Linked DNA regions of Macaca mulatta: region 2 is linked to region 1. The links are chromatin contacts, called in public Hi-C maps. All regions are on one chromosome and are shown on one strand. The core of a region is the stretch at or near the end of the contact, and the rest is flanking DNA. Distances in the headings are between cores, read along the strand shown. Region 1 holds the start of CYB5R3 (cytochrome b5 reductase 3). Region 2 holds the start of POLDIP3 (DNA polymerase delta interacting protein 3).

Region 1 (7,123 bases), core at 2,504-5,003:
AGCGATTCTCCTGCCTTAGCCTCCCCAGTATCTGGGACTACAGGCGCCCGCCACCACACCTGGCTAATTTTTGTATTTTTAGTAGAGATGGGGTTTCACCACGTTGGCCATGTTGGCCAGGCTGGTCTCAGACTCCTGACCTTGTGATCTGCCCGCCTCAGCCTCCCAAAGTGCTGGGGGATTACAGGCGTGAGCCACGGCGCCCGGCCTTCAGAGGAGTTGTTAAGATGTGTTCCACCTTCCTGGAGTCCAGGAGCAGCACTAGTATTGACTTGCCTGTATGTAGCAGGGCTCCCTTAACTGCATCTGATGATTTTAAAATTTTATGTTACTTTTAATCCTGTTAGCTTTGAATATATTGCCTAGAGACTCAGTTACTACCCAGTTTTTTTTTTTTGAGAGAGAAATATGCAACTGGACAATGTATTAGCCTTGCTTTTCTTTCTTTTCTGTTTTTTTTTTTTTTTTTTTTTTTTTGAGTCTCCAACTCCTGACCTCAGATGATCCATTCACCTCGGCCTCCCAAAGTGCTGGGATTACAGGCGTGAGCCACCGCGCCTGGCCTGTGTGTGTGTTTTTCTTTTCCTTTTTTGGTTAGTTTTTCAATTAAAAAAAGACACCTAACCCATGTAGTGTCATCTTTCTACAATCAGTGTTCCCATGGGGGTAAAACTATTCAGATTACTTGCATGCAAAAAATAATTTAACTTTAACATGAAAATACGTGGCAAAACCCAGAAAGATCCGTCATGAATGCAGGATACTTTCCACAAAGTTATACAAAAATAAATAAAATAAAATTGAAATAATGCTTGACTGATCCCAGGCCAAGATTCACTCTTGTATTCTACGGTAGTAGGTCCCTCCCTCCGCACTGCCCCCAGAGTTCCCTCTTTAAAACCAGTAGGTCAGCTGGGCACGGTGGCTCACGCTTATAATCCTAGCACTTTGGGAAGCAGAGGCAGGTGGATCATGAGGTCAAGAAATCGAGACCATCCTGGCCAACATGGTGAAACTCCGTCTCTACTAAAAACACAAAAATTAGTTGGGCGTGCTGGGCGTGGTGCCGAGGTGGGCGGATCACCTGAGGTTAGGAGTTCTAGAACAGCCTGACCAACATGGAGAAACCCTGTTTCTACTAAAAATACAATAATTTTATTGTTGTATAAATTATTGTATTTTATACAACAATAAAATTGTATTTGGGTGTGGTGGCACATGCTTGTAATCCCAGCTACTCAGGAGGCTGAGGCAGGAGAATCGCTTGAACCTGGGAGGCAGAGGCTGCAGTGAGCTGAGATCACACCATTGCACTCCAGCCTGGGCAACAAGAGCGAAACTCCGTCTCAAAAAAATATATAATAATAATAAAATAATAATACTAATCAGCTGGGCATGGTGGTGCACACCTGTAGTCCCAGGTACTTGGGAAGCCAAGGCAGGAAAATTGCTTGAACCCAGGAGGCGGAGGTTGCAGTGAGCCGTGATTGCACCACTGCACTCTAGCCTGGCAACAGAGCAAGACTCCGTCTCAAAAAAAAAACCACAAAACAAACAAACAGAAAAAAAACCAGTAGGTCAGGTGGGTGGGTAGGCGGGCGGACATGGTGGCTTATGCCTGTAATTCCAGTGCTCTGGGAGGCTGTGGTGGGAGGATGGCTTGAGCTGCAGTGAGCTGTGATTGCATCACTACACTCCAGCCTGGGCAACAGAGCGAGATCTCATCTCTAGGTAAACAAATAAACCCAGTAAGTCACTCCCTCACCTGCCTAGATCCTGCAGGGCTCCCCATTCTCCTTGACATTCCAGTTCTTTCCACCTGGGGCTCCACATTGCCTCCACAACGTCACATCGCACCACTATGCCGCCGGCTCGGCCTCTCTAACCTTGCACATCAGGCCTCTGTTCACCTGTCTCCACCTCCAGGCCCTGCCAGCAAGGCGCTTCTCCCTTTCTCTGCCTGGTCTGTGCCACAATGCCTGAACACACGGCCCACCCCACCCCCTCAGAGCACCAGGAGCTCATATCTGGGTCCAAGACCCTACTAGGAGAGCAAGGCCAGAGAATGACCTCTAGGGCCCAGCATGAGCCTACACGAAGAAGGTGCCCACTGTCCGTTGAATTCACCCATTCAACAAGTATTTAGGCTGCTCATCGTGGCTCACGCCTGTAATCCCAGCACTTTGGGAGGCCAAGGTGGAAGGATGGCTTGAACCCAGGAGTTCCAGACCAGCCTAGGAAACATAGTGAAACCCATCTCTACAAAAAAATACAAAAATGGCCGGGCGCGATGGCTCACGCCTGTAATCCCAGCACTTTGGGAGGCCGAGGCAGGCGGATCACCTGAGGTCGGAAGTTCGAGACTAGCCTGACCAACATGTTGAAACCCCGTCTCTACTAAAAATACAAAATTAGGCCGGGCGCGGTGGCTCACGCCTGTAATCCCAGCACTTTGGAAGGACGAGGAGGACAGATCACGAGGTCAGGAGATCGAGACCATCCTGGCTAACATGGTGAAACCCTGTCTCTACTAAGAATACAAAAAATTAGCCGGGCGTGGTGGTGGGCGCCTGTAGTCCCAGCTACTCGGGAGGCTGAGGCAGGAGAATGGTGTGAACCCAGGAGGCGGAGCTTGCAGTGAGCCGAGATAGTGCCAATGCATTCCAGCCTGGGCAACAGAGCAAGACTCCGTCTCAAAAAAAAAAAAAAAAAAAAAAAAATTAGCCAGTTAGCCGGGCGTGGTAGCACATGCCTGTAATTTCGGGAGGCTGAGGCAGGAGAATCTGTTGAACCCTGGAGAAGGAGTGTGCGGCAAGCCGAGATCGCGTCATTGCATTCCAGCCTGGGCAACAAGAGTGAAACTCCATCTCAAAAAAAAAAAAAAAAAAAATTAGCTGGACGTGGTGGCACGTGCCCAGCTACTCAGGAGGCTGAGGCAGGAGGAACGCTTGAGCCTGGGAGGTTGAGGCTAAAGTGAGCTGTAATCAGGCTCCTGCATTCCAGCCTGGGCAAGAGTAAGACCCTGCTTTAAAAAAAAAAAAAAGAAAGAAAAATAAGCATTTATTGAGCACCTACTATGTGGTAGGCTCTGTGCTAGGCTCCGGGGATGTAGGGGACTTCAAACCAGACAGGGCCTTGCCCTCCGGGAGCCCACAGTCCACTGAGATAGGGTGGGAGTGGGGGAAACACGCAGGAGGCCTTCAGCTACGTGGGACAAAGACCACTCCACAGTGGGACAATAGGGTGGGGAGCGGAGGCGCCGCCGGGGAGGAGGCTCTGGGCGGGCCGTGCTGAGACCGCAGCATTTGACCTGGGACGTGAGCAATCAGAACGGCCCGGTCAGAGGCAGCTGGGAACAGTGCTGCCCAGGGAATTGCAAGTTCAAAGGCCTGGGGAAAGGCTGCGCTGAGCAGCTGCAGGCACAGGCCCAGGCCCAGGCCCAGGCCAGGCCAGGCAGGGCCGGCCCCTGCAGGCTCGGAGGCCTGGCGAAGATTCCGCTTCTTATTCTCGCTCCCGTTCGGGGGGCGCCATCTTGCTTCCTTTATGGCGGCGAACGAGGCCCAGAGAGGCCACCGTCCCGCGTGGGGCCGCACAGCGGCGGGAGAGCTCCGAGCGCAGAGGGGCGCATCCCCACTTCCCCGTCTCCAGTGCGCGGCAGAAGCGGGCGGAGCGACCCGGTACCCGCCCCCGCGCCCGCCCCGCGCGCCCGCCTGGCCCCTCGGCCCCGCCCCTGCTCCGGGGTGACGCGGGCTGGGGCGCGACGGTCTCGGCAGCAGCTGCAGAGGGAGCGCAGCGCAGGGCCACCATGGGGGCCCAGCTGAGCACGGTAGGCGGGGAGGGGTCGCCGGGGCCGCAGGGCGTCGCGAGGGACAGGGACCCATTGGCGAGGGGGCGGGCTGGCCTGCGGGAGGGGGCGCGGGACCCGGGCCGAACCCGGCCCCATCTCAACCGGCCGCACCCACTCCGCCCGCCCAGCCCGCCGCGCCCCACCCCACCGCACCCTAGCCCTGCCCGGGGGAGCAACGTGGTGACCGCGACTCACGCCCTGGTCGTCTGTAGCGGGGAACCAGCCCTCCTGCCCGGGGTGCGCGGCAGAGCCCAGCAACGGGGAGCACCCGAGCCCTGCCCTGGCCGCCGTGGGGCCTTGGCTGCTGGAGGGACCCGTGGTTGTGAGTGTGTGTGCGTCTGAGTGTGAGTGTGTGAGCGAGCGTGCGAATGACTGTGGCTTGAGAGTGTGTGAGTGTGACGGTGGGTGTGAAGGGCGGGCATGGAAACGTGTGATGTGTGTGTGTCGGGAGTATATGAATGGGCGATGTGACTGTGACAACGTGTGTGTGCGCGATGTCACTGAGTCAGAGGGTTTTGCACGTTTTAGCAACAAGGAACAGAACCCCGATGACGCTGGGGCGTCCTTCCAGTGCGCAGTGGGCCAGGCTGCCAGCGAGGCCAGGCTCCCACTGACTCTGCAAGCTGTGCTGGGGACCTCACACTTTATGGTATCAGTGCCGTTTGCCCCATTTCACAGATGGGGAAATGCATGCTAGTCTTGGCCACCGTCCCACAGCGCCGCCGCCCGAGGGAGCCTGCTCCATGGGGTTTCAAAGTCCACTCTGCTGCTGTCACTTCTGGGCTGGCCTAGAACCACCTTCCCTTCCCCCCAGGCGACTTCCTCTCTCCAGTTTCTCAAAAGTTGATCATGATGGGGCTGGAGGCTTGAGTCTGTGTGGACACGTGGAGGCTGCAGCTGCAGAGGGCAGCTCCCCCCTCAACTGTGACCCGCTGTGTGTGGGGAGGCAGACACAGAAGGAATCAGCCCAGCACCCCTCCACCTCCACCTCCACACCTGGCATCTGCCACTTGGAGGGCACCTGGGCCCTCCCTCTGGCGCTAGAGGCTCCTCCTTGGGGAACCAGGCAAAAGGCCTCTTGGCTTGGGCGGTTGCTCAGGAAAATGTGGCTTAACCCAGAACTTGGGGGTATTCAGACCCCAGGGTGAACCTGTGGGCATCACCCCAGCCTTCATGCAACACTCTCCCCATTCTTCCCCAGAAAGCACCTGCCTCCTTTATTGTTGAAATGTCCTGCCTGTGTCTCCAAAGCTTCCCCTGGGCTCCACTCAACCCTTCCCTGCTGTTTTTGGTGGTGCTCCTTACCTTCCAGCTGGTGGTTGGATTTATGGCCACTTCCCCAGCACCTGGCTGCTCTACACATTTCTCGTGTTCTTTTTTGAGACAGGGTCTCACCCGGACTGTAGTGTAGTGGTGTGATCATAGCTCACTGCAGCCTCACCCTCTTGGGCACAAGTGATCCTTCTACCTCAGCATTCTGAGTACAGGCACGCGCCAACACGCCCGTCTGAATTTTTTTTTTTTTTTTTTTTTGAGACGGAGTCTCTCTTTGTCACCCAGGTTGGAGTGCAGTGGCCGGATCTCAGCTCACTGCAACCTCCACTTCCTGGGCTCGGGCAATTCTCCTGCCTCAGCCTCCCAAGTAGCTGGGATTATAGGCACTCGCCATCACACCTAGCTATTTTTTGTACTTTTAGTAGATACAGGGCTTCGCCATCTTGGCCAAGCTGATCCCGAACTCCTGACCTCAGATGATCCACCTGCCTCAGCCTTCCAAAGTGCTGGGATTACAGGAGTGAGCCACTGTGCCTGGCCTGATTTTTTGTATTTTTAATGGAGACAACGTCTTCCTATGTTGCCCAGGCTGGTCACAAACTTCTGAGCTCAAGTGATCCTCCCGTCCCAGTTCCTCAAAGTGCTGGGATTACAGGTGTGAGCTGCCGTGCCTGGCCTCATTCCATTTATTTCTGTTGAATGACTGAGTAGTCCCCTGTGAGGGGCAGAGCCCTGCCTGGGAGTCGGGAGACCTTCACCAACCCCCTGAGCCCCATCTCTCCAAGGGTGGGTGGGGATTACCCTTTGTGGGTGCTGCTGGGGTCCCCGCTTGGCCCAGAATGTCTCCAGCATGTTCTGAGCTAGGCCTCCTGGCTTAAGGGCTCCCCACAGTCTGCAGGAGGCTGGCTGGGGGCCTGGTGCACTAGGTGTCTTATCTAGGACGTGCAGGCCCCGTGGGAGGCCTCTCCCAACATTTTGGGGGATCCAGGCCGGGGGTTGGCCCTGGAGTCTGCCAGCCACACTGGGAGAACGTTGGAGCTTGGCCTGCCGTCCTGAACTGTGGTTCCCCTGCTTCCCAGCCCGGCTGTGAGTGCTCAGCGACCCTGACAGGCTGACAGGTAGAGTCTGCCGGGCTTTCCTACTGTCCTTGGCAGCCCCATGCTTAGTCGGTGGCCCAGATCCCAGCTCTGTGTCCACCTGTTCCTCCTCCTGGGTTCCATTCTCCCACAGTTCCCAGCCAAGCCAGAGCCCCCCACTGCAGAACTTCCTCCGCTCCCTCCCACTTCCTCCCTGTTAGAACAGAACCAGGAGGGAGGTGCCGCTCAGATTCTGGTGGGACTGCTGGCGGGCAGGCGGGCGACAGGTAAGCAAGTAACCCGACTGGCTTGTCCAAGCTCCAGGGCAGGGAACTGGCACCTGGGGATGACCGGGCCTGCCACGTAGGGGGCCCTGGCAGCTTTCTCTGCCCATCCCGAACCTGGCCTGGGCAGAGTGGAGGCCAGGGTCCCCGTAGGGAATTATAGGGATGGGCAGCTGAGCAGGGCATTCTATGCGTGGGGAGCAGAGCTACGCAACCCCTCAGCTATGGTGTATTAGCTGGGGGCTCCCTGGGACTCTGGCACCCTGTGTCCCTCTTCCCCTCTGTGTTATTAGAGACAAGGAGAGGCGGGTGGTGGGTTCCCTGGTGGGGCAGAGCATGGCCTGTGGGCATTAGGTCAGGAACTGGGAGGCAGCTGTCCCCTGGGTCTGCAGGTGGCTGGGTTGAGGTGGTCTGTGTGTGTGAGTGTGTGTGTAAGTGCGCATGCAGCACAGCTGAGGAGGCACAGGGGTGGGACCTTGGCCTCAGCCGTCTGCCTCCTGTTTACTTGGCCCACTGCTGGTGGGGGTGGGGGTGGTGCTGTGGTTGGGGACGGGGCAGAGCCTGTTCCAAGCCGTGCTGGTGGGAATAGAGTGTACTCCACCGTGTGAGTCTGGTAGGGCCTCTAGCTTTCTGGAGGTAAA
Region 2 (6,522 bases), core at 3,960-6,459, 37 kb after region 1:
TGTCCTAAACCGTCCCCTCCTGCCCTCACCCCCAGCACAGGGGGATTCTGAGCAGTGCCTCTCGTCTGAGGGACATATCGGTGACCTCGACGTTGCCTTTAGACTACAGTTGCATTAGCCTCTGGCGTATCGGCTTTTTCAGAGTCATTTATGAGCAGAAAAAAAAAAAGTAAAACTTTGCTAATATTAACCCTTCTCTAGCTCCTCGAGGGTCTGTGACCTGCATCACAAGGGGTCGGGGGGTTAGGAAAGGGCTGGGGAAGACCTAGCATTTTGTTTTTCTTTCTCTCTTTTTTTTTTTTTTTTTTGAGATGGTGTCTCCTGTCACCCAGGCTGGAGTGCAGTGACATGATCTCAGCTCGCAGCAACCTCCACCTCTCGAATTTAAGCGATTCTCCTGCCTCAGCCTCCCGGGTATCTGGGACTAAAGGTGCCCGCCACCACACCCAGCTAGTTTTTGTCTTTTTAGTAGAGACAGGGTTTTGCCATGTTAGCCAGGCTGGGCTCGAACTCCTGACCTCAAGTGATCCACTCACCTCAGCATCCCAAAGTGCTGGGATTACAGGCATGAGCCACTGCGCCCAGCTCTGGCATTTATTTATTTAATTTTTTTTTTTTTGAGACGGAGTCTCTTCGCTCTGTCGCCCAGGCTGGAGTGCAGTGGCGCGATCTCAGCTCACTGCAAGCTCCGCCTCCCGGGTTCAAGCCATTCTCCTGCCTCAGCCTCCCGAGTAGCTGGGACCATAGGTGCCTGCCACCACGCCCGGCTAATTTTTTGTATTTTTAGTAGAGACGGGTTTCACCGTGTTAGCCAGGATGGTCTCGATCTCTTGACCTCGTGATCCGCCTGCTTTGGCCTCCCAGAGTGCTGGGATTACAGGCATGAGCCACCGCGCCCGGCCAGGCATTTATTTTTGATGTATCTTTGTGATAGAAAATTTGGAAAGTGCAGAGAAATATACACAGGAAGAAAAATTCCCAATCCCCAGAACCAAACCAGCTGGAACCAAGCAACCCTAGTCACCCCAATCCACCACTAGGCTGCTGCCTCCCGTCAAGATCAGATGAGTCTCGAGGCTCAGGGAAGTCAGAGGATGCCATCTGCACGGTGGTAAATTACAGAGGTGATGAGGCAAAGTGGGTGTGGGGCTGTTCTTAAAATGGGGTAGCAGGAAGGCCCCAAGGAGATGGATTTGGGCTGGGATGGGAAGAGAGAGCTGGCCCTGCCGGGGTGGGTGGGTGTTCAAGTGGTGGAAACAGCAGGTGCAAAGGCCCTGCCATTGGAACCAGCTTGTGGAATAAACTTTCAGAAATAGATCAAAGAAGGTGGGTGGCTGGAGGAGGCAGTGATGATGAGGCTGAAGAGGGAGGCGGGGCTAGGCTGGTGCTATGGAGACTTGCTGGGTGGCCCCAGGAGCACAGCGAGGTCAGTGTGGCTGGAGGGGAGTGGGGGAGAAGAGGGGACGGGGCAGGTTCACAGGAAGGAGGGCCCAAGACCAACCCCAAGGACTAGGAAAGCCCTGTCTCCTTTCACCTCTCATTTTCCATTCTGTCTCTGGCCACCTCACTACCTACAGGGGCAGGAAAAGGAATCTCAGACCCAAAATGGCCTTTTCCACACTGTGGCCGGGGACTGTGCTAGCAGTGGACACACATTAGGTCTCATCCTCATTTCTGTCCCTCTCTGAGGCTGAAAGGCACAGGATTTGAACACAGGCCTGCCTGAGCCCACAAGAGGCTACCTCCGGGACCTGGGAAAAGGGGATGAATTGGACCTGATTCCTACCCCCTGCAGGTCTATTTCCCCATTCAGAAAACGGGAGAGGGCTTTATGGCGGCTATTCTCCATTCAGACTCAACACCTTTATTTATTATTTTTGAGACGAAGTCTCGCTCTGTCTCCCAGGCTGGAGTGCAGTGACACAATCTCGGCTCCCTGCAACCTCTGCCTCCCGGGTTCAAGTGATTCTCTTGCCTCAGTCTCCGGAATACCTGGGATTACAGGTGTGCACCACCACACCGGCTAATTTTTTGTAGTTTTGGTAGAGACGGGGTTTCACCATGTTGGTCAGGCTGGTCTGAAACTCCTGACCTCAGGTGACCCACCTGCCTCGGCCTCCCAAAGTGCTGGGATCACAGGCATGAGCCACTGCACCTGGACAACACCTTTAAAATAACAGTTGTAACGGGTCCTTTACACTCCAGAATTCACAGGCAGTGTCACCTACCTATGCGAAGAATTTAAAAATCAACACAGCTCCAAATGAGTTATAAAAGAGCAAGAAAGGAGACTGGGTGCGGTGGCTCACACCTGTAATCTCAGCACTTTGGGAGGCCGAAGTGGGTGGATCACCTGAGGTCAGGAGTTCGAGACCAGCATGGTGAAACCCCGTCTCTACTAAAAATACAAAAATTAGCAGGGCTTGGTGACGTGTGCCTGTAATCCCAGCTACTGGGGGTGCTGGGGCAGGAGGATCGCTTGAACGTGGGAGACTAAGCTTGCAGTGAGCCAAGATCAAGCCACTGCACTCCAGCCTGGGCAACAGAGTGAGACACTGTCTCAAAAAAAAAAAAAAAAAAAAAAAGACTCTGGTGAAACAGACTATTTCTGCACGCAAACGCTGAGCCGGTCCCGGGGATACATGGGGCAGGAGCAGAATCCCCGGAGTCGCGGCCGCAGACGCTGCCAGGCTCTACCGACTGGGGCGCGGCTTCCCGGGCGGGACCCGAATTCCTTCCGCTGCGGCGCAGCTGCTCTGCTAGAAACTCCGTTTGTTCTCACTGAGCAAAAAGTCCTGCGAGTCCACAAAAGACAGGGAGTGGGGCCCTGGCTGGGAGATCCGCAAGGGGCTTCACTCTGGGGATGCCCCGGGACGTTGGGAGGGCCAGAGCCCCACCAGTCCCCACCCCCACGTGCCCGCCATCCCTGTCTTTGGGACCAAAAGTCCAAACAAAGCTCTGAAATGCCCCGGGGGAGGGGCCATCCCAGACTTAGATTACATGTTTATGATCAGTTGTGCTGACTTAAAAAAAAAAAAAAGTCGGCCGGGCGCGGTGGCTCACGCCTGTTATCTTAGCACTTTGGGAGGCCGAGGCGGGCAGATCGCCTGAGGTCAGGAGTTTGAGACCAGCCTGGTCAACATGGTGAAACCCCTGTCTGCACTAAAAATACAAAAATTAGCCAGGCGTGGTGGCACGCGCCTGTAATCCCAGCTCCTCGGGAGGCTGAGATAGAAGAATCGCTTGAACCCGGGAGGCGGAGGCTGCAGTGAGCTGAGATCATGCCACTGCACTCTAGCCTGGGCGACAGAGCGGGACTCCATCTCAAAAATAAAAACAAAAATAAAATTGTCCTCCGCATCTGCTCTACACTGCCCAGCTGACCCCACTGGCCAGCCTGTCCTCCCGTCGCGCGTTCCTCCTGGCACGCCTGGAAGGGAGGAAAGGCTTAATGGTCCCGTTTTATGGGTGAGGAAGAGGCCTGGGAAGGAGCCCGGAGTGGTGGGGTGAGCCTGTAGTCCCAACTACTCGGGAGGCTGAGGCAGAAGGATTGTACGATCGCTCTTACCCTCTTTCTTTCTTTCTTTTTTTTTTTTTTTTTTTGTAATGGAGTCTTGCTGTGTTGCCCAGGCTGGAGTGCAATGGCGCGATGTCGGCTCACTGCAACCTCCGCCTCCCGAGTTCCAGTGATTCTTCTGCCTTAGTCTCCTGAGTAGGTGGGATTTCAGGCCGTGCCACCACACCTGGCTTTTTTTTTTTTAATTTTTTTTTTTTTTTTTTTTTTTTAATTTCAGTAGAGACGGAGTTTCTCCGTGTTGGCCAGGCTGGTCTCAACCTCCTGACCTCAGGTGATCCACCCGCTTCGGCCTCCCAAAGTGCTGGGATTACAGGCGTGAGCCACCGTCACTGGCCTCTTACCCAGTTTCTGTACGGAGCTCCTGATGCCTGATGGCCAAGAGGACTTAACCCCATCTGTTCTAAGGGCATGGAGTGTATTTTTAGAGTGATTGGACAAATATGTGCCGAACACCTACCTCATGCCTGGCGCATGCTGGAGGCTGGGGTTGTATCAATGCAAAAGTCATTCCCTGTATTTAACACTTAAATGAATTAGTCTCTTTAACTCTCCCAACGCCCTATAAATTATTTGCTCCATAATACATATTAGGAAGACAGAGGCAGAGAGATGAAGTGCTTTGCTCGTGACGGTCACGCCGCCACCGGTCACGCCGCCACCGGGACGCGAGACAGGCAGTCGTCCGGCTCTCACCCCCAAGAGCACTACATTATAAGGTAGCAAAGTGAAGACACGCTGTCATTAACTGAGCTGCTGTGTGAGGCCGGGGACGGACATATCTTTCTGAAGCACAGAGAAGCGGTTATACAGGGAAGTTTGGGAGAACTGGGTTAAGTCCGCATGTATGGAAATTGCCAGTTTCGTGGGTCACAACGTCAATATTGTGGGCAACCTTGGACTGACTCAATGCGCAGTTGGAGACAGCGACGAAGTGCAGAGCGTCCTCAGCCGGTGACTAGACTCCCTAGGAACTGGCGGCGTTGGCAGGAGAAGAAAACAGGCATGAGAACGCACCCACTGTGCACCGGAAACAAACAGAAATTGCGCCACCCCGCGCCCAGTCTACTTTTCAGATGTAAAGGAATCGGGCAGATCGCAACTCCCAGGCATCCCGCAAAGTAGGCGGGTCACCTTAGGGGCGACCTTTACCCGCTCAAAAATTCGTCTCACATTAGCAGTGAGGATTCGGGCGTCACCCCGAATCGTTATTTTCCTTACTCATAAGTTTAAGGCATAAAGAAACAGTAACGCTTATTTCCTAGGTAATGAATCATATTCTCATTTGGCGTATGATGAGTATCATAGTTGACCGTTGAGGTAATGATCCACTTCCATTGAAGTTTGTCTTACTCGTTAATGAAATTATTTTGTTGCTTTTCATTTAATGTTTTTTCTTCGGAGAGAATAAATAATTCATAATGTGCCGACCTTCTGTATGCAGATGAGCAGCCAGCTCCGCGAAGGCTCACGGGGAGCGTCCCCGCCCCTTCCGGTTCTTGCTTGCGTTTAGCTGGCTGTCGCGAGAGTTGGTCGGCGGACGTCGGAAGTAGTTCGTCGCTCTGTAGCGGCCGAAGGGGCGGGCTCGCGGGCTGGGGGTGTCTCGGCAGCTTTCGGCTCGCTCGGCGGAGCAAGATGGCGGACATCTCCCTGGACGAACTCATCAGGAAGCGCGGGGCGGTGGCGAAAGGACGGTGAGAGACCTTTCTTTTCTTCGGGGTTTCGGGTCCGCGGCATAGTGGAGCTCGAGGCGGGGGAGGGAGCGGCCCGGGCGCGACGCGGAGGACCGGGTGCGCCCGCCCCCAACAGCAGCCGCGCTCCTCATTGGCCGGGCCGCCGCCGTCGCCGCAGCGGCCCCGACCGCCCGCCCACTGGCCGAGGTGCAGTCCCTCCGGCGGGCCTGGGAGGCCGACGGGGCCGCGGCTGGACAGGGTGCCGCCTCGTGGACTTGAGGGGCTGCACCCTAGGGCCCCCGCGTTCCGGGGTCCGGGAGTCTCGGCGGTGCAGCCCCCTGGCCTGTCTGGACTGGCATTTGGGCCCCGCTCCGTGATCTCGGGGCTGCTTGGTCTCCACCTATCTTATAGTTGAGGCAACCGAAGTTTAGCAGCAGGGAAGTGACTTGCTCCGACGGCCGAAGCTGAGGCGCAAGCCCAAATCCCCGTCCACGCGGCCTCTGTTAACACTCGCCTCCCTTTGTGCGGCGTCTTAAGTTTTCTAAGCCTGTTCGTATAAACGATGCCTCGTTTGATCTTTCACGGTCCTGTTGTCTGCTAGCAATTCATGTTACTCCACTTTTACTGATGGGGAACTTGAGGCTGGGAGTGGTAGAGTGACTTGCCCGAGACCACGGAGAACTGAGCGGCGGGGCTGAGTGCGATTTAATTGCTGGCTGAGTTGGCCTCCTGCATGGGCTTGAAAAACAAGTGGGCTGGGCTGGAGATTGGTTATTTCCTTAGGGAGAAGAAAGTGCTTGAGCTGGGTGAGGAGCCATGGAGGTGATTTGCAGTCATGTCTCCCAAACTTCCCCATGACCGTTAAATGTTATTAGTCATTTCAAGTCTTTGTGAGCTGAGTTCACCTGTATGAAGAAGTGAGAACTTTGCCCAATAGTTTCCCAACACGCATTAAGTTTAAGTCTTTGTAAATAGCCAGGATGTAAATATGTTAGATACTGTTTTCTCAGACATATGTTTTCTCAGCAGATGTTTATTTTTATTTATTTTTTGAGACGGAGTGTTGCTCCGTCGCCCAGGCTGGAGTGCAGTGGTGCGGTCTCTGCTCACTGCAACCCCCGCCTCCCCGGTTCCAGCGATTCTCCTGCCTCAGCCTCCCGAGTAACTGGGACTACAGGTGTGCACCACCACGCCTGGCTAATTTTTGTATTTTTAGTAGAGACGGAGGTTTCACTATGTTGGTCATGCTGGTTTCGAACTCCTGACCTCATGTGA

The links. A called contact is a pair of places that touch in the nucleus more often than the background predicts.
Region 2: a Hi-C map of fetal cortex germinal zone shows a contact between it and region 1, with 2.0 times the contacts expected there. The contact joins the promoter of POLDIP3 here to the promoter of CYB5R3 in region 1. A contact is called at or near these places in 7 of 14 Hi-C or Micro-C datasets (CD4 T cells, blood, cortical neurons and 3 more).

Annotation. Positions count from the first base shown.
Region 1 is chr10:8,829,536-8,836,658 of T2T-MMU8v2.0, forward strand. It overlaps CYB5R3 (cytochrome b5 reductase 3), which reads left to right and starts at 3,754. Exons shown (of 9, transcript NM_001172169.1): 1 at 3,754-3,826. The coding sequence starts at 3,806. The region is part of intron 1 of LOC144331623 (a long non-coding RNA gene); the gene reads right to left. LOC144331618 (a long non-coding RNA gene) reads right to left here and starts at 3,057. Exons shown (of 3, transcript XR_013398928.1): 1 at 2,753-3,057.
Region 2 is chr10:8,865,449-8,871,970 of T2T-MMU8v2.0, forward strand. It overlaps POLDIP3 (DNA polymerase delta interacting protein 3), which reads left to right and starts at 5,210. Exons shown (of 9, transcript NM_001190901.2): 1 at 5,210-5,268. The coding sequence starts at 5,210. LOC114670714 (U12 minor spliceosomal RNA) reads right to left here and starts at 4,812; the gene lies at 4,663-4,812. It also overlaps a transcript of CYB5R3 not described here.